Linked DNA regions of Oryzias latipes: region 1 is linked to region 2. Evidence: chromatin contacts called from public Hi-C data. All regions are on one chromosome and are shown on one strand. Each heading gives the region's core, a stretch centred on a gene start, on an enhancer-like site or on the middle of the called end of the contact. The rest is flanking DNA. Distances are from core to core; before and after follow the strand shown. Region 1 holds the start of LOC101174568 (muscarinic acetylcholine receptor M4). Region 2 holds the start of cryaa (alpha-crystallin A chain).

The links. A called contact is a pair of places that touch in the nucleus more often than the background predicts.
Region 1: a contact with region 2 is called in a Hi-C map of embryo, with 3 times the contacts expected there. The contact joins the promoter of LOC101174568 here to the promoter of cryaa in region 2. A contact is called at or near these places in 4 of 5 Hi-C or Micro-C datasets (embryo and gastrula embryo).

What each region holds. Positions count from the first base shown.
Region 1 is chr2:1,126,559-1,129,295 of ASM223467v1, forward strand. LOC101174568 (muscarinic acetylcholine receptor M4) reads right to left here and starts at 1,275. Exons shown (of 8, transcript XM_023961607.1): 1 at 661-1,275. The coding sequence starts at 715.
Region 2 is chr2:975,957-978,656 of ASM223467v1, forward strand. It overlaps cryaa (alpha-crystallin A chain), which reads right to left and starts at 1,252. Exons shown (of 3, transcript XM_004086021.4): 1 at 854-1,252; 2 at 610-732. The coding sequence starts at 1,051.

The sequences.
Region 1 (2,737 bases), core at 25-2,524, 150 kb after region 2:
GTCCAGCTCAACCCTTCTGTAGACGTTTCTATCGGCGCTTTGGCGTCTTCTCCAGCCGAGACGCCACTTTCCTCGTTTGTGGATCCCTTTTTTCTGCTAAAAGGCGGCGTGGAAACGTTGTCGTTTCATTTAAAGTGTTGTGGGTTGTTTTTTTTCAACCCGTATAGAGGCGTGTGGAGCAGATCAGAGGATCGAGATGCACCAAATTCACAGAGGATGTCCAGATTCACACAAACACTTTGGTTTCTTTGTAGGATTTTGACAAATGAAGATGAATACGAAAAAAAAATCCATTAAAAAGTTGGAGGATTTTAGGGAATAAACTTCAGTCTGACTGTTTTTAAAAAATATTTTTGATCCTTTGTATTTTAGATTTGCCTTTAGGAAGCTTAAATCAGCCAACCCCACCCACACAAACACACACACAGACACACAAACACACACAATTACACACACATGTCACAAAAACACTATTGACCACGCATGTAAAGTTTTCCAGCCCTCAAATCAGACAGCAATTCAGTCAGAGACTTTCTCTCCCCCCTGGGGTCCACTCTGACCCCCCACCTGTGATCAACGGGGGCTGCGTCTCCCCCCTGGGTCAGCGGGGGAAAAGGTTCGATTCCCCGGTCGCGGAGCCTGTGTCAGCCGTTGACTCACCGCTCAGGTTCCAGAGGGGCTGGACGCCCCCCGCTCCGCTGCTGCCGTCACTCATGGTTCATGGCAGGAGAACCAGCAACCCAAGTTTCTGCGCGCGCGCGCGCGCCCTCGTCCTCGGGGATGCTTCGGGTCTCTAGTGCCGCGGTGGCGGCGGCGGCACCGTTCGGCTCATCGGTACCGCGAACCTGAGCGGCAGCTTCAGCCTGCGAGTGGCGCGCGCTCCACGGCACGCGAGCGGCGGGAAGGAAGGAGAGAGAGAGAAAGAGAGGGAGACAAAAAGAGGGAGAAACGGAGGGAAAGTGATGACGTCTCAAGTCCAACAATTTTCTCAACAGCAGGTGTTCCGCGTTCACCTCTCTTAAAAAAACTTTTTGATTGAATCCTTCTCTGACTCTAAAGTCTAAACTAACTGCAGTTGAACCAGCAACCATCAGCTCAATTAGCTCCGCCTTTTTTGGAGTCCCTTTGGGTTTACAATAAATAATTTAGTTCAGGATGTTTTTAAGAATTGGCAGAACTTAACTTGAAGGTAGATCAGAAGCTTTAAAGTAGCCGAAAACCCATGTGGTACTCGAAACTCGAGAAACAAAATCGCACACAAAAAACAGAAAATCCTAAAAAAAAAAAAACACCCCAAAAAAGATAGAAAACAAACTATTGAGAGTACACTGCAACAGCCTGTTAACCCTTTAACCCCTGAGACGTCACCCATGACGGCTAATGCTACGTGTTTGTTTGTTCAAGACCATTCTTGGACACGTTTTTTGCATCTGTCTTTAGTGTCGCAACCCGATACACTAAAAAAATGATTCAAGCTCCTCTTTCATGTAACACAATTAAATTCTGTTTGTTTTATTTAAATATATTGATTTTTATAATAATTTATCTACATTTAATTGACCTAACATAAATTGTATTAATAGTTTCACCGCTAAACTCCAGTAATCCAAAATAATTGAGTTCAAGTAAAGGAGCATGCTGTGCGCATGTTGAGTGCTGTTTTCCTGTTTCTCTTTATTTATTCTTTTTATAGTATCTTCTGCCGTTTTACAGCTACAATTTTTCACCTATTTTAACCATTCAACTATTAAAATGTTTAACTCTTTCGTCTAATGGCTGCTATGACTTTTGGTCCTTCAAATCCTTCGACTTTTCGAAGAGAGAAAACTTTCGTAAAAAACGTACTGTGGCTTGAAATCGTTTCAACTCAGCTTTTCCCAATAAGACGATACACGACGAACCTTTTATAGAAAAAATGATGTATGACCCACTAGACAGTGCTCTGAACCTTTTTTCTTCAATGATTTGTGATCTTCACTGGTGTCCATGAATTACATGAAATCTTTCCACCTTTATCCACCTTTGTCATGGTAGGGAGAACACGTCAATGGAAGGGGGGGTCATCTAAGATAGCACAAGGGATACTGGCACCTGTAAATGGCCACAAATTTGTTACCTCTGCGGATCAGTCAGCAGATGACTTCTTTTTGCCTTTCTTGATAAAATTGAGTTCGACTAACCCAATTACATTTTGATTACATGGAAGAATTTTCTTTGAGGTGGGGCTACTCATATTTATTGGATGGAAATCCTGCCCACAATTAAATTGAGTTCATCCAATGACTTATTTTTTTGAGTGTACTTGCGCATGTACTCAACGTTTACAAGAGGCGAAACGTTCAAGCGGTGCAAATCTCACAAATCTTCAGCTCCAGGCGTTTTCTTTCACAGCTCTTTTGCGACAAATGGTTGGTCAAAGTTAACTTTCGAGGCGGATTCGATGGTCTCACATTTGTTCGAATGAAAAACTGACATAAATCTTGCATAAGGACATGTGAACGCGACAGTTTGAACGCAGGAGTCCAAAAAGCACTGACACGCGAGTTTATGTAGACCTTTCATTGGAAGAGGTCGCCTGAACGCGCGTTTCCGTGAAGGTAGCATTTGTAAGACACGCTCTTTGACCTATTGGAAGTCTTTGATCTTTTACGCAATCAACGTGAATCTGCTGATTGGGACATGGAGAAAAAGCTGATTTCCACTTCGTACCGATATATCGAAGAACAACAGAATCAGC
Region 2 (2,700 bases), core at 2-2,501:
TACATTAAACATTTTGTTTTTAGCTCAGAAGGATTTTCACTGAACAATGACGTTCCGACAGCCAGAGGAGGCTTTTGAAGGAAACAGGAAAAGCAGTTTTTTTCGGGATTTCAGCTTTAAAGATAACAACCCTCCTGAAGGTGGCACCATTTACTGCACATCAACGTTTATCCTCAGAAACTCAATTCTTGTCCAAATTTCTGGTGACTCCCATGATGCAACTGTGGAAAGGGTGGAGTTAGGTTAAGTTAAGTTTTTCAGAATTCTAACTCCTTCCTGGTCCTAAATTTTGAGGCAAGTTTATGTTTGACGTGTTAAAGGCAACAAAAACAACTAAAGGAAAAATAATCATTGGGGTTACAGACCCTCTTTTACAGGGCTCAAGCCAAGACATATTTTTGACTAGTAATAGGACAAAAATGGCTTCGTGGTTTTAAAAATCCATGAAAAAACCTTTTTTTTTACATGTTACATTTTTATAAAGTAATCCTGTTTAAGTTTTGATTGTTAGGATGCTTTTTTCCTAGTATTTGTGCGTTTTTCTGCTCTGTTCTTGACCACTAGAGCCTAAATCAGGTTGTAGTAGAAGGAAGGGAAGGGGAAGGTCACCTGTCTTTCTCCATGCTTGCCCTGGATCTCCACAAAGTCATCGATCACCTTCACGCTGAGCTCATCGGGGGAGAAGTGCTTGACATCCAGGTGAACCGTGAACTTGTCCCTGTCAGACCTCACCTGAGGGACAAACAGCTGTAAATGGACGAAGCCAATGCGCTTTGCTGGACACATGTGCCTGACCGAACCCGTGCTGTAAACAAAAGAGCTGAAAACATTTTAAAGAAGTGGTGTCGGGTACCTCGGAAATGCCGGAGTTTGAGGAGTCCAGGAAGTTACGAAACAGCGACTGTCTGTAGAACGGACTGATGGTGGGGGAGGTGAAGGGCAGGAGGTCGTGATCGAACATCCCCTCCCCGAAAAACTGGTCAAAGAGTCGAGCCGGGTACATGGAGCCCAGGGTGCGTCGGAACCATGGGTGCTGGATAGCAATATCCATAGTGGCTGAAGAAACAAGGCTGTGCCCGGTTTGGTCAATCGACGGAGCTACTTGGCCTGGAGTCCAGGAGGTGAAGACGGAAAATCGTTCAAAGACAGGGTTTTCCTACACTTTTCTGTTTTCTGGGCAAAGAGGCAGCGATAATTCGTCCCGGTCTCTGCAGCTGCCTCCTCTTTATATACCTGACCACCAAAAAAGACTGGCTTTAGCCGGGATCCCTCTGGAATGCCATTATCTCATGGTGGGTTGGACCAGGTCAGCAGAATCCGAGATGACTGGTGCGACCCGGTGCCACCCCCCACGCGCCAGACACCCGTGGCTGCCAAAACAAACCTGCTGCATAGAGAGGGAAGAGGGGGCTCGGACTGAGACAAAGAGGTCAGAAAGCCATGGACGGACACAGGATGACCTTTCAAACGGTTAAAGGCGCCGTCAGGACGTGACAAGTTCACAACAAAGAACCTGAAATCGATAGAAAAAATGAATTCTAACATGGTTTTTTTAATTATGTTCCATTAGAATAATGGAAATGCCTGGAAAGATTCAGTTCCAACAGATGATCATTTTGAGGCTTGCAAAAAAAAAAAAAAAGACCAGGCCGGAAAACTGGACAACTTGTTAGTCCAGCTAATCCCCTAACTGTCATTTTTTGATAAAAACCTGCACCTCCTCCATAAACCAGACTAAAAACCTGTTCACATTTATTCTTTGGTGTTTTGCACCATTTTCCTCCCTTTGCTACTCTGTTCTACTTGAAGAATCCATCTCATTTGCAGGAAAATAAAAGTCATTTCAAAAGTCGAGTTGAGAGTATTTTGCATGTTCACCACCTTTGCATCAAATGCGCTAATCTAATCCCGCAGATTAGTCGGGGTTTAGGCGATCCGTGCAGCCGCAGGCCAAAAGCAACCGAGCCAGGCAGCATGTTTTAGGGGCAAGTTGTCGAGGATGAGCCGCTACCAACCGGACGTGGAGGTGGTAAAAGTGGGCGGGGTTGGGCCGAGTCAGCACTTTGAGGTTTTATCAATGGGAAGGACAAAGCCTGAGCTCTGAGCTCTGAGCCCCCACACATCCAAAAGCTGTTTTCAGGAGGCCTGACAGAGTGGAAAAAAACAGAGATACAACCCATAAAACATGCATTTCCTACACACAACATGTTCGTCAGCAAACTTGAACATTAATGTGACATCAATGTGTTTATTGCATTCTGTTGTCACTTCTAGCCCTCCGTATATTACACCATTATTCACTTATCCCCATTGTTGGTATAAAAATAGCAGGTAATATGAATGCAACCATTCATCTATGCTTAGCCATACATTGTTGAAGCCTTAGTCACATGACCCATACGGGTGCTGGAGGTGTTTGGGTTGTCCCTGGAGGGTCACAGAGAAGAGTGGCTACATCTTAAAGAGAGCTCAGCCGTGTCTTGTAGTTTTCCTGAGGCTGGAACAGGCATTGTCGTGCGTGTTGTGAGTGTATCGTGGAGTATTTGTAACCCCTAGGATGTGAGGGTGATGCTGTAGCATGGGGCCCTTATGCCACACCGTGGTCGTTAGTGAGGTGTGAGTGCTGGCTTCCTGCCGTTCACAGAGAGGGAGGATCCAATTCTCAGCATTTCCAACATCTTGTTTTCGTGCTCATTTCTA